4 separate regions of the Sus scrofa genome follow, and regions 1, 3 and 4 are each linked to region 2. Evidence: chromatin contacts called from public HiChIP or PLAC-seq data. All regions are on one chromosome and are shown on one strand. Each heading gives the region's core, a stretch centred on a gene start, on an enhancer-like site or on the middle of the called end of the contact. The rest is flanking DNA. Distances are from core to core; before and after follow the strand shown. Region 1 overlaps ATP1B3 (sodium/potassium-transporting ATPase subunit beta-3). Region 2 holds the start of RNF7 (ring finger protein 7). Region 3 overlaps ATP1B3 (sodium/potassium-transporting ATPase subunit beta-3). Region 4 has its middle 70 kb from the start of ATP1B3.

Region 1 (3,448 bases), core at 633-3,132, 140 kb after region 2:
CCAGGCAAGGAATCAAATTCTAGCCGCAACTGTTTAGCCATAGCTGCAGCAACGCTGGGTCCTTAACCCACTGTGCCAGGCTTGGAATTGGACCTGGCCACCACAAAGACAAGCCAGATCATTAACCCACTGCTCCACAGCAGGAACTCCATACCTGTAATAGTTTTTGAAACATATACGTGGTATATTCACTTTGGACAAAGGTCTGATAGTGTCCTATAAAACTCATCCCATGACCCAGCAGTTCTAGGTGTTTGTTTATTCAAGAGAAATGAAAACATATGTCCACAAAAATATTCATGGTAGCTCCAAACTGGAAACAGCCCAGGTGTCCAGCAGCAGAATGAATAAACAAACCAATGTCCACGCAATGGAATACTACTCAGCAGTAAAATGGAATGAACTCCAGATATACAAAACATGGGTGAAACCCACAGGCTGAACAGAAAAGCTTTACTAAGGAGAACATACTATACAATTTCATTTCTGTGAACCTCTAAAACAAGCAATACTTACTATGCTAGAAAAAAGCCCAGAATGGTGTTTGCCTCTGGGGTAGTGGGCATGGGGATTGACTGGGAAGGGGCTTAAGAGAACTTTATAGGATGATGGAATAGTGATGGTAATGTTTTATATCTCGGTAACAGTTTGAATCATTAGCGGTGAATACATTTGTCAGTCCATGGTAATTGGCAATTTGTGTATTCACTGAATCTAATTTTTTTCTCTCAGTTTGAGTTAATAAGCATTTTGAAGTGTTTAGGGGTTAAGTGTCCCCACATCCACAACTTGAAATGCATTAAAAAAAATAGTGAATAGGAGCTAAATGTAGTAGACTATTCACTGTAGAATATAGGTGCGTGTTCACTTACATTTCTTTTAACCTTTTTTTTGTAATTATAAATATTCATAAATGAATGTTGGAGAAAAAGAATATTTGAATATATTCGTGTTTCTGTTGACTGCCTTCCACCAATCATGGAGTCTTTCCTACAGATAATGATTGCTTATCAGTTCTACTACTAGTCCTTTTCCAGCACATTTTATATGTAAATATGTATGTGTGTATATATATATATATGGAATATGAGGAATAGTTATAAATTTTGATTCTGATTGTTACAAATTCTGATTGTTATAAATTTCATAATTCTGCTTTTGCTGTATGTATTTTAAGCTTTATCTTTGCTCAGTACTTTTTGCTTGACTTTTTGACTTGAATTCTGGTTTGCTTAGGTAATAATGCTATATCTACATTTCATTTTGTTAGCCAAGATCTACTTTATTTTCAGCTGTTATGTGTTACAATTTTAGGTTTCATCTATAAATAGCATCTAGTGAGTTTTTTTTAAAACCCGCTTTGAGAATGTTTTTCGTTGGACTACTGTTAAATTATTCCTGCCCTGCTATTTTGGGAACCTTAATTTGTTATTAAATTAAATAAATTAAAAATTTGACTTTGTATAAAATACAGGCTAAAGTAGTGGCAATAGAAAATCATTGGCTGGCTGGTGAAGGATGTATGAGTTGCAGATGGGCACAAGGAACCTTCCACCAGAAGGTGATAGAAATGTTCTGTATCATAGTGTAATGGGTGGTTTCACAGTTTATGCAACTTAGTTATTGGGATTGTGCACTTGGAATCAATGAAAATAATTAACGTAAATTATCCCTCAGACCTGAGATAAGGAAAAAAAATTAAAATCAGCACTTACTCGTATGTTACCAGCGGGTCTTACTGATTTCTTTGCTCACCATTGCTTCATATATTTTTCATCATTGGGTTAGATTTTTCTTCTATTTTGGCTTCCCTGAAGCATAAGCAGTTCCCAGGCCAGGGATCACATCCTAGCCGCAGTTACAACATATGCCAGAGCTGTGGCAACGTGTGGTTCCTTAATCCACTGTACTGGGCCAGGGTCTGAACCTTTGACCCAGTGCTCCAGAGACACGGCTGTTGGCGCCACAGCGGGAAGTCCATATTTTCATTATTTTTTATTTTTTGGCTGCGACCACATCATGTGGAAGTTCTCAGGCCAGGGATGATGGAACCTGCGCCACAATGGTGGCCCAAGCCACTGCAGTGACAATGTCAGGTTCTTATCCTGTTGCTGCACAAGAGATCTCCTTCTTTCGCTTAATTAAAAATTTTTTGTTTTCTCCTGGCCGCTACCACCTCAGCTGCCCTCCCCAAGCTAGAAAGTTTGGCTTAAATTTTTAAAGAAAACTTAAAAAAAAATGAAAACTGTACAATTACTAGCTTTTTCTGGAATTTAGTCTCTAAGCTTTGTATTTTTTTTCAACTTAGATAACATATAAATAAGTTTTTCTTCCTTTACCACATCCCTCAATCCCTTATTCAGAGGTAACCACTATTTATGAATTTGATTTTTTAAGTTTCTGGTCCATTAGCAAATATGATATATAGTAATTTATAGAATTTTGAAATTATTTTGAGTGTTTTAAATTTGAGCATGTGGTATGTATCATTCTGAGGTTACTTTTTTTCCACTTGGAGGTTTTTTTTTGGTTGGTTGGTTGGTCTTTTTTTTTAAGGGCTGGTTGCACCAGTGGCATATAGAGGTTCCCAGGTTAGGGGTCCAATTGGAGCTGGACCTGCTGGCCTATGACACAACCACAGCAACGCCAGATCCAAGGTGCATCACCGATCCTTAGCCCACTGGGGATCACACCCAACTAGTTCCTAGTCAGATTTGTTTCCACTGCACCACGATGGGAACTCCTCTACTTGGAGTTTTTGAGGTCTACTTCATTCCTGTTTAAACTACAATTAATTTTAGTAATTGTAATTTAGTAATTACTGTAATTTTCCATCATGTATTTTATTTCTCCTTTGAGGACACTTAGGTTGTTAGCAATTTTTTTGTTATTGCTTGTCAATTTTGGGGGGTGTATAACCATTCTTACAGGTGGAATTGAGGATAGTAGATATTCTAAGTCCTGCACATCTGGCGATGTCCTTTTGTTTTCTTGGTTGGTTGATCTTTTAGTTTATAATCATTTTTCCTCAATTTGGAATATATTGTTTTATTTTTGGCAGATGAGATATCTGTCGGTCATATTTCTCTGTCCTAGGTGGAACCTCTTTTATCTTTTTAGAATCTTTAAAGACGTTTTTGCTTTATTAGTACTCTTAAGTTTTACCTGTTGCAGGGTGTCTAGTTACAGGGTGTTTTCTAGTAGTTCTCAATCTTTTCCAGTCTAGATACAAAATATCTTATTTCTTTGAGCATTCTCCACACTCTACCCTTTTCTTGCGGAATTCTTGTTAGATTGGTTGATATTCCGGTTCTCTCCCCCCATGTCTCAACAATCTCCACACACTCCCTCTCTACATTCTTGCCCAATTTTATAGAATACCTTGGTTTGATCTTTTACTTCCCTGAATTTTTCTTTGGTCTGGCCAATTCTCTAGATAATTTGTTTT
Region 2 (3,225 bases), core at 300-2,799:
TCTGGCATTTATAGCATCTCTAGTCAGATGTGTGGTAGCTTAATGTGAGTAAAATGTGTGTCCTTTATGGTTCATCTGGGTTTGTTTACAGGCATTTTTGTCTGGCTCATAAACTTAGTGGGGTCAACTTTACATCTGCCACCACTACTACTGCTCTGTTCAACCTGACAGCCTTGCAGAGGTTTGCTTTCTCCACCCACTTCCGGGCCTCCGATGCCTCCCATCTTCCCCCAGTTCAAACGTCACCTCTTCCATCAGCATCTAGCCAAATGTGACCCAAATGTATCCACATTTATATTTTCACACATATATGCTTCCTTGCCTCCTCCGCCAGATTTCTGGAGCTTCTAGCCCCCATCCAGACATCAGGAGAGGAGGGGATGAGGCCCAGTAGGAAAAGGTGGGAGGCTCTGAATTCCAAACCCGACACAGCAGGTGTCCACCACTAGGTGGTAGTGGTGATCAGGCATCTTCGTGGGCTCTCCATACCACAGCTTTCTTATTTAAATAGAGATGTTATCTGCTTTGCTTGGGAAAACATAATAATATGACCCCGGGCTAGATGCAGAAGAACCCTGGATTCAAAACAGTTACCTTTAGGGAATAATGGTGTGTCTTTATCTTATTTTTCTGGACCTCAACATTCCTATCAATAAAAGGAGGATGTTGGACTAGATAGAGGTTCTCAGAGTGTGGTCCCCGGGGGTTCCTGGGATCCTTTCAGGGGAAACAAGGTCAAAAGTATTTGCATAACAATATTCACCGCTATTTCTCTTCACTTTCTCCTGTGAGTATACAGTGGAGTTTTATAAAAGCTACAAGATATGTGATATCCTTGTTCTAATGATTACTTGTAATGGGTTTATTGCTTTTCCTTGCGGGGGCGGGGGGTGGGGGCACACCTGTGGCATATGGAAGTTCCCAGGCTAGGGGCTGAATCGGATACAGCTACCAGCCTACACCACAGCTCACAACAACACCGATCCACTGAGCAAGGCCAGGGATTGAACCTGCATTCTCATGTATACTAGATACTAGTCGGGTTCCTCATCGCTTAACCACAACAGGAACTCCTATGGTTATTTTTTAAGTGAATACATTAAAATTTTTTTCGTATTTCTTAAAAAAAAAGTGTGTGTTTGTGTGTACACATATTTTACAAACCGAAAGTTCTTTAATGTTCCAGTGATTCTTAAGTGTAAAGGGGTGCCAAGACCAAAAAGTTTGAGAACGGCTGAACCAGATTTCTAAAAGATAGTCATTCATTCACTCAACAAATAACTACCCCTCCTGAGGCCAGGCATTTTTCACATACCCAGGAGAAGGTGGTGATCAAGTCACGTCCTCGCTCCGATGGCGTTTTCATTTAGGAAGGGAGTACATCAATATGACAACTTGTGAGAGCCAGAAGGGTCACGAAGGCATAAAGCAGAACACCTGCTTCCTGCACCGGCAACCCTCCTGAGCGCGGCGCCCATTCTTGGCCAAAGAGTCGGAGCGGGCCGGGCCCAGGGCGCGGGGGCGGTGACGTCACTGGGACGCGCCAGCCAGTCTCGGGCGGCCTCCGTCGTAGGCCCCACGGTGGCCCGCAGCCTGCGGGCGGCGCTGTGGCCCGGCGAGGGGCCCCAGGGAGCCGCCATAGTCGCCCGCCTTCCGCAACCTAACGTCTCCGCCGCCGGCTTCGCGCCGCCGCCATGGCAGACGTGGAAGACGGCGAGGAGCCCTGCGCCCTGTCCTCTCACTCCGGTAGCTCAGGAACCAAGTCGGGAGGCGACAAGATGTTCTCTCTGAAGAAGTGGAACGCGGTGGCCATGTGGAGCTGGGACGTGGAGTGCGATACGTGCGCCATCTGCAGGGTCCAGGTGATGGGTAAGCGCTGCACTCGAGACCCTGGCTGTGCTGCGGCCTCCGCGGGCCCAGCTCCGGCCCGTGGGACACACCGAGCCTCGGAGAGACTGTTCCTGGAGGTATAGGGGCGGGGTCGCCCTGCCTGGGAGCGAAAGACTGGGGCCACGCCCGTGCTGCTGCTAGTCGGAGGGCTGCGGCCGGCGACGGGGACTGGTAGTCTGGGGAACGAAACAGGTGGAAAGCAGGGCAGTTAAAAAGGTAATTTCAGGTAGTGATGGGTGTGGTCAAGACAATAAAAGTAGGTGAGTTGATGGGAGCTGCGAGGCACCACTTTGGTTTGTGGGCCCAACCTCGCCACCCTTTTCTAAAAGCAAACTGTAGAGGTCACGGTCAAGGCCCTGAGTCAGCGGGTCGTTTTAATGCTTCTTTTCACACACCAGAGTGATGCTCTGGAGTCATCTTCCACAGTAATGACTCTTAGTCTTGTTCCGGAGAGGCGCAGGAAAGAAGTGTCCCTAGCTGTTGCCTTTCGGGATTAGCTACTGTTCTGCTGGCTTTAAAACTTGGATGATTCAAGACTGGTCAGATGGCAGTAGCTTGTCTTGAAGAAGAATGTTAAGCCCTTTATTCAGAAACATAAATTTTAATCTCATTCCTGGCCCTACGCTATCAAAGGATGCCATTTCCTGGAGAAGACAGTGTCCTGATAGGCCTTTGTGGAGAATTTTCTTTTACAAATAAGTCACTTCTTTCTATAAATTTTTTTAAAAATATTGGACCAAGTGAAACCTTTCGGGACAGCTTCATCCTGTTATATTTTATATGGTTTCTGTTCTAAGATCTCAGAACACCTTGAAAAAGAGATGCTGTTTAAATGCATCCTTATTTTTTTTAATAGGGCATTTAAAATCACTGTGAGAGCATCTTAAATGAAACCGAGGTTTCTATAGTTTGAAAGCTTTTACATCTTAAACCGAAAAATCAGAGTTTTGGAGAAAATAACTCAAAAATTGCTCTCAAATCAACTATAAGGAGTTCCCTTCGTGGCGCAGCAGAAATGAATCCGACTAGGAACCAAATCAACTATAAAAGAAAAAATAAAATCTAAAAAAAAAAAAAAAATCACTCTCCCTTCTTGAGGAATGAAAATTCAGAACTGCCAGAATCAAGAGGTTTCTTCATTTACCCTCTCTGTAGTATGTTTTCTTGTTTTTTATTCATAAAATAAGGACTCATTTTAAAAGCAGATTTACAACAATGAGATATCATATATTTATTTTTTTACTTTTAAAAGAATTTTATTTCAGACATGATCCACGTGTTTTGCATATTAGGTTTTAAAAATACCTTGTTTATTGGCCTGCAATACAGCCCCCT
Region 3 (3,478 bases), core at 314-2,813, 170 kb after region 2:
AAAGAAGGAGAGTTCTGTTGTTTACATTTGTTATGTTTCAATTAATCAGTATTTCTTTGTCTTAGATAATTGGATTAAAGCCTCAAGGAGAACCAAGGATAGAATGTATTTCGAAGGTTAGTATTCAGAAAATGCTTGTTAAATATTTTTGTCAAAGCTTTAGTGTATCTTAAAAGTCTGAGTTGAGTCATTTCTTTTCCCCCATCACATTTTTAAAGTCCGTTGTAGTGCTGTTCTTAAAAGAATAAAATTCCACCATCCTTGGGAGGTATAGCCCTTGTCTGTTTGCCAATGATAATTCAAAAAGACTTGTTTTCTATGTGCGTTTGATTTCACGTTCTCTGCCTTTATATTTACATATACCATATTTTGTTGATTCTAGATTCACTTTTTAGCTTAATAACACTGAAATTAGGATTGGACTTATAGTTGATAAGTATCTTAATAGTGTGTTGAGTTATTTTCCTCTACATAAATTGGTGTATGTCAGTGGCATCTGAGATTTAATGAAACATGATACTTTTCCTTAAGGTAGAGGCATTATTTTGTTCTATCTTTACCTTTTTTCCAGAGTGTTGTGCAGTTTTCATTTTATGATTTCTGTTGTTTTCTCTCCATGCTGCAAAGAGCAACTAAGACAAATAAGTAAATAATGGGTAAGAGTTCTCAGGAGAAACTGTTAAATTCTAAATTTAATTTTATCATTGTATAGAATATTAGCATTCCAGCACCAGTTATATGTCAGAAGTATCTTACTTGAAATGTTACATTGGAATTGCTTCTGAAGTTGTTGATGAAGGGAAACTGTTAATTCCTTTTAACCATGAATGGCTTTCTTATTGGGGCAGAGTGGAGTGGAGTGGTTTTCAAATCTGATCATACTTCAGATTCACTTGGAGGGTTTGTTGGTTCCCTGTTTCTGACCTAGTAGGTCTGGGGTTAGGCCCCCAAGTTTGCACTTCTGCCTATGAAGTTTCCTGGTGACACTTTGAGAACTTCTGCTTTAGAGTATCCTTTTTTTTTTTTTTTTTTTTTTTTTTTTTTTTGAGTATTTATTCACTCTTTAGAGTAGACTAAAAAGCCAGGAAGTTGGTTGTTTCTCATCTGGGTTGAAGTGTGCCTGTGTAACCATAGGCAACTCACTTTAGCTCCTTACGCCTTAATCAGCTCAGCAGGAAACTTAGATAAAAATTTCACTTAAAACCAGATGCTGCATCTAAACTTGAGTTTTTCTTGATATACAAATCCTTCTAAAAATCTAGTGAGCATCTACTGTCATCTCTTAAGATAGAAGAAAACATTACAGCTGCAAGACAGATTTAGAAAATGTGTTGTGTAACTCTGTGATCCCCCTTGCTCACAAGTCTTTGCAGTAGAGTCTCCAAGGCTGGGTGCAAGGCCTCAGTCGGGTGGAAGTGCTGATTTTATGACAGTGTACTGTGTGCAGGAGCTTTCACCTCTGCATGTGAGCAGACCACGTAGATACACTTAGATCGGTGGGTCTGTGGAGCCAACACCACCAAGAAAGGAAAACACACACACGCACACACACACACACTTTTAGGCCAGAAGGGCCAAAGCTTTCCACTTCTTTCCTAAGGCTTTGTTTCTGTAAGCCTTTGGCCAGTGTAAACAATTCCATGTAACTCTTCCCTTGGGGTTATAAATGGATTTTTCTCCTTGTTTATCTGTTATGTATCTTTTGCTTCCAGAATAGTTGGGGGAAATGTTAGTGAAAAATTCTGGTCTAATGACTCAGATTTCAGTTTGCCGTCCCTTTTGCTTTGAAGAGTTATGCGGAAAGTACATAAAATAATCAAAGTTGATGGGGTTTTTGTTTTGTTTATTTAGTTGTGGAATATTTTTGTTTTTAGAAGAAACACACAGAATTGGAAGAAATGTTTGTAAAACTTTGCGTTTTACTTCTAGGCTAGTCTCAAAGGAGTAATCAGGTGGAATCCATACATTTTAAAGGTGTGGCTATGAACAGATGAAAACATTTACTGCTTATCTTTATGTTGCTGTTTTCCATTAGATTTGTCTATGTAAGGTGTTCTTACTGTAAATTCTTGAGTTGACTTACTTTTTATGTAATACACTTGTCTTTTGTTTTGTCTTTTGTTTGTCCTCGGCATGTTGAAGTTCCTGGACCAAGGATTGAACCCCAACCAAAGCCACTGCAGTGACAATGCTGGATCCTTAACCTGCTGCACCACAGTGGGAACTCCAACTTTAATTCAGTTTTAATTGCTTTTTACAAGTTAAGAATCCTGGAAACACTAAAATGTTGATGACAGAACATACTCTTAGAGGTGGTCTTTAATTTTATTTTTTAATTTCTTAAATTTTTTATTTTATTTTATTTTTTTTTGTCTTTTTGCCTTTTCTTGAGCCGCTCCTGCAGCATTTAGAGGTTCCCAGGCTAGGGGTCCAATCGGAGCTATAGCCACTGGCCTACACCAGAGCCATAGCAATGCGGGATCCGAGCCACGTCTGCGACCCACACCACCACTCACAGCAACGCCGGATCCTTAACCCACTGAGCAACCTCATGGTTCCTAGTCGGATTCGTTAACTACTGCGCCACGATGGGAACTCCAAGAGGCGGTCTTTAATTTTAAAGGATGGTTCCTGCAAAAGATGTAATATTCATTTTTATGTCATTAGGTGGGGTTTTTTTTTTTTTTTTTTTGTATTATCAAAATGAATTGTGTTGGAGTTCCCATTGTGGCTTAGTGGAAACAAGTCCGACTAGTAACCTTGAGGTTGTGGGTTTGATCCCTGGCCTTGCGCAGTGGGTTAAGGATTTGGTGTTGCCATGAGCTGTGATGTAAGTCACAGACTCGGCTCGGATCCTGTGTTGCTGTGACTGTGGCAAAGACTGGCACCTGTAGCTCTAATTCAGCCCCTAGTCTGGGAACCTCCACATGCAAGGGTGCAGCCCTAAAAAGCAAAAAAAAAAAAAAAAAAAAAAAGAATTGTGTTCACTTACGAAAATCTAGAAAAATGCAGAAGGAGAACAAATTGGTAAATGCTACCCAGAGATAAACACTCCTTGGGACATTTGGTGTGTATTCAAGTCATGTGCAAGTGATGACTACATATAAGAAACAGAATACATTAAGTTTAAAACTTTATTTCGTTTTCAGTGGAACACAATTACTGCTAATAGATTCTTGGACTTAGTTGCTCATAACTTGCAATATGATGCCACTCGTATACTTAGAAAACCATGACATGTAGGTTTACCCTAAAGCATCTCATCATTGTTCAGATAGATACGCATTGTATTATTGCACAATTTCTAAAAGTTTATTTTCACAGAAGGTATTAAATGTACTTTTAAGTAAAAGCCTGCCAACCTTATCGTTTAGGTACAAACCAATAGGACAGGTAATTGAGCATATGACATTAACTCTGGGCCTCAGTTCCCCTGTCTGTAATTGATCCCACACACTTAAGAGTTGTTAGGCCTCAG
Region 4 (3,178 bases), core at 440-2,939, 200 kb after region 2:
TCTAGGGCCACTCTCGCAGCACATGGAGGTTCCCTGCCTAGGGGTCCGATCAGAGCCGCAGCCAACGGCCTACACCACAGCCACGGCAACGCAGGATCCTTAACCCACTAGGCAAGGCCCGAAACCTCATGGTTCCCAGTCGGATTCATTAACCACTAAGCCACGATGGGAACTCCTCCTTACATGCCTTTAATCCAACTTTCAAGGGTAGCCACTGGGCTCAAGTTTTGGTTTTCGTTTGTGTGTGTATGTGTGTGTGGGTGTGGGGGTGTGTGTGTGTGTGTGTGTGTGTCTTTTTGCCTTTCCTAGGGCTGCTTCCTTGGCATATGGAGGTTCCCAGGCTACAGGTCTAATTGGAGCTGTAGCCACCGGCTTACACTGCAGCCACAGCAACACAGGATCTGAGCCGCGTCTGCAACCTACACCACAGCTTACGGCAATGCCAGATCCTTGGTTTTGGTTCTTAAAAATAATTTCCACAAGTGTTTTTTTGGGGCTGTGCCCATGACATGTAGAAGTTACTGGGCCAGGGATCAAACCCAAGGCACAGCAGTGACCTGAGTCCCTGCAGTGAGAAGGCCAGATCCTTAATCTGCTGCACCGCAAGGGAACTCCTCCACCAGTTTTGTTTTTTAATTTTTTTATAACCACACCTACAGCATGTGGAAGTTCCCAGGCTAGGGGTCCCATTGGAGCTGCAGCTTCAGTCTACACCACAGCCATGGCATAGATCTGAGCCACATCTGTGACCTACACAGCTAGTGGCAACACTGGATCCTTAACCCACTGAAGCCAGGGATCAAACCCACATCCTCGCAGACACTATATGAGGGTCTTAACCTGCCAAGCCAAAACAGGAACTCTCTCCACAAGTATTTTTGAAATATTCTTGTTCCCATCTTTAACTGTTAATAGTGATTGATAAACCAAATCTTGATAAAACTTGAGGCAATGGTTCCTATTTTTTTTTTATTTTATTTTATTTTGTCTTTTTGCCTTTTTTAGGGCCGCTTCCCGCAACATATGGAGGTTCCCAGGCTAGGGGTCCAGTCGGAGCTGTAGCCGCTGACCTATGCCAGAGCCACAGCAACGCAGGATCCGAGCCGCTTCTGCAACCCACACCACAGCTCACGGCAATGCTGGATCCTTAACCCACTGAGCAAGGCCAGGGATCGAACCTGCAACCTCATGGTTCCTAGTCGGATTTGTTAACCGCTGCGCCATGACGGGAACTCCAGTGGTTCTTTTAGATGATGGCAGGGTGGCAGCAGCTCTGCATGCAGAAGTACCCACTGCTGCTCCAGTGGCAAGAAGGCCTGGTCTGCACCCCAGTGACCATCAACAAGGCAGGCAGCACCTAAATGCTCTAAAAACACCTTCTGTGAAAGCACTATTGTATTCAGGTTGAAGATCCAATACAAGCCTTTGTTTACCAGAGATCCCAAAAAAAGTATTTATTAGCAGAATCTGAAAATCAATCCTGTGGAGATGGTCCCTTGTTTAGGACCATCATTTTCAGGCTTTAATGCACACTCTTCTCAGGATTTCTAATTGAATTCTGGCTCTGGGGGCACGTCCAAGTGCTAGGGCATGAAAACAAAGCTCCTGACCTCAGTACAGTGGGCGATATTGTACTTGAAGCCCTTGAGCAAGGCAGAAGACAAGCAAGCAAGGAGGAAGTGGTTGGTGATAGTTGCTGTGCCCCAGCAGAAAAATGCCAGAAAGTGACTGGCATGAAAGTGAAAGAGCAGTTATGACAAATTGTACTTTGCATTCAATGGGATTGGTTTCACCCACCCTGACACAAGCCTTCCTTTAAACCACAGAGATTTCCTGAAAACAAGTTTCAGCAAGAAGCTGGAAAGCCCTCTCAGGAAGAAAGTTGGGCTGGTGGTGAGCAGTGAGCTCCTGCGCACATGGCAACTGTCCACAGAAAGAACACACAGAGCCCTCTTCCCAGGCAACAAAGCGGGGAACGTTGGAGGTGTCTGGGCTTAAGCAGGGAGAGGAGCCTGTGCTCAGATAAACAAGACAGAACTGGAAAAGTGTGGAACAGCAGAAGCAATGCATCCGCCAGAAAGAATGGAGTAGGAACCGGAAAAAGGCAGGTTGAGTTTCGTCTTCTGGATACGTCTCTCCTGGTCGAAGCCGTCTTCTCCCAAGAGGCAAAGAGCCTTGTTACCAGAGTGGAGCCCAGCTCATCATGAAGCTGTGTTTAAGTAAACAACTCCTTGGGCTCTGCTGATATCTTCCCCCTGCTCAGCAGTGTGGCCAGTAGCTATGTTAATGGCCACCAGCCGTCCTCAACACGCTCATGTGGCCACAAGAGTGAAGGCACTTTCTCACGGCCAAATGGCCCTAAGAAATACCGAATTCCCATTGTGACTCTGCGGATTAAGAACCTGACATAGTGTCCGTGGGGAGGCAGGTTCAGTCCCCGGCCTTGCTCAGTGGGTTAATGATCCAGCGTTGCTGTGAGCCGCAGTGTAGGTTGCAGACACGGCTTGGATCTGGTGTTGCTGTGGCCCTGGCGTAGGCCGGCGGCTGCAGCTCCAATTAGACCCCCTAGCCTGGGAACGTCCGTATGCCACGGGTATAGCCTTAAAAAAAAAAAAGTAGCTACAGTAGGACAGAAGAAGCAGAGAAGACATGATAGCAGTTCAAGCTCACCACCCCAGGAAGTCCTTGGGGTAAGAGCTGGGCACTGGCTCCCCACTCCAACATTCAATCATTTCCTTAACCAGGTCCTAGAGTTTAAGACGTGGCCCCATTCTGTGATCCCCAGCAGCTTCAAACCCTCCTCTGTCCACATGCCTGCCAAGCACCCAGCTCAGACTACATGTTATGACAGCCTTAACCAGGGCCCCTTCCTCTCCCCAAGATGTTTGAGCAGAAGAGGAGGGTGGGGGGCTCCTGAGGCCTGGGAGCACTCTACTCATCATTGTAGCTGTTCCCTCTGATGCTGGTTTGGTTAAAGGGAAGAGACACGTTTTCCCTAAAAAACTATTCAATTCAGTCATTTCTACATTGCTGTAAAGTGACCTTATAAAGGTCTCTAACAGAAAACCTTTAACCATCTGACACATTTCCATCCCAGGTGAGACGTGGAACATGACCTATGAGTAGAGCAGGGTGAGGACACAGTTGCCAGAGGAACCATCCAATGCCATGGGGCACC

Evidence for each region. HiChIP or PLAC-seq counts read pairs in DNA pulled down with a chosen protein or histone mark.
Region 1: an H3K27ac HiChIP or PLAC-seq map of alveolar macrophages shows a contact between it and region 2. The contact joins the enhancer-like site here to the promoter of RNF7 in region 2. A contact is called at or near these places in 9 of 47 Hi-C or Micro-C datasets (brain, embryonic fibroblasts, fetal heart ventricle and 4 more) and 2 of 2 datasets of contacts at active chromatin or transcription factors (alveolar macrophages and skeletal muscle).
Region 3: a contact with region 2 is called in an H3K27ac HiChIP or PLAC-seq map of alveolar macrophages, with 6 times the contacts expected there. The contact joins the enhancer-like site here to the promoter of RNF7 in region 2. A contact is called at or near these places in 2 of 5 promoter capture datasets (fetal liver and liver), 17 of 47 Hi-C or Micro-C datasets (alveolar macrophages, brain, embryonic fibroblasts and 9 more) and 2 of 2 datasets of contacts at active chromatin or transcription factors (alveolar macrophages and skeletal muscle).
Region 4: a contact with region 2 is called in an H3K27ac HiChIP or PLAC-seq map of alveolar macrophages. The contact joins the enhancer-like site here to the promoter of RNF7 in region 2. A contact is called at or near these places in 1 of 5 promoter capture datasets (liver), 8 of 47 Hi-C or Micro-C datasets (alveolar macrophages, embryonic fibroblasts, epiblast stem cells and 4 more) and 2 of 2 datasets of contacts at active chromatin or transcription factors (alveolar macrophages and skeletal muscle).

The regions. Positions count from the first base shown.
Region 1 is chr13:82,689,314-82,692,761 of Sscrofa11.1, forward strand. All of the region lies in intron 1 of ATP1B3 (sodium/potassium-transporting ATPase subunit beta-3), which reads left to right. Among named protein-coding and RNA genes, the nearest start is that of ATP1B3, 11 kb to the left of the region's middle. Within about 2 kb of position 1,883, at least 1 of the 83 cell types and tissues checked has an H3K27ac peak or open chromatin away from gene starts, as enhancers often do. A contact at or near this core is called in alveolar macrophages, where this site is marked.
Region 2 is chr13:82,546,926-82,550,150 of Sscrofa11.1, forward strand. RNF7 (ring finger protein 7) reads left to right here and starts at 1,550. Exons shown (of 3, transcript NM_001245011.1): 1 at 1,550-1,869. The coding sequence starts at 1,695. It overlaps LOC102160777 (a long non-coding RNA gene), which reads right to left and starts at 1,515. Exons shown (of 3, transcript XR_001300354.2): 1 at 1,316-1,515.
Region 3 is chr13:82,716,343-82,719,820 of Sscrofa11.1, forward strand. ATP1B3 (sodium/potassium-transporting ATPase subunit beta-3) reads left to right here. Exons shown (of 7, transcript XM_013982100.2): 5 at 66-116. Among named protein-coding and RNA genes, the nearest start is that of ATP1B3, 38 kb to the left of the region's middle. Within about 2 kb of position 1,564, at least 5 of the 83 cell types and tissues checked have an H3K27ac peak or open chromatin away from gene starts, as enhancers often do. A contact at or near this core is called in alveolar macrophages, retroperitoneal adipose tissue and subcutaneous adipose tissue, where this site is marked.
Region 4 is chr13:82,749,057-82,752,234 of Sscrofa11.1, forward strand. No RefSeq gene overlaps it. Among named protein-coding and RNA genes, the nearest start is that of ATP1B3, 70 kb to the left of the region's middle. Within about 2 kb of position 1,690, at least 7 of the 83 cell types and tissues checked have an H3K27ac peak or open chromatin away from gene starts, as enhancers often do. A contact at or near this core is called in alveolar macrophages and retroperitoneal adipose tissue, where this site is marked.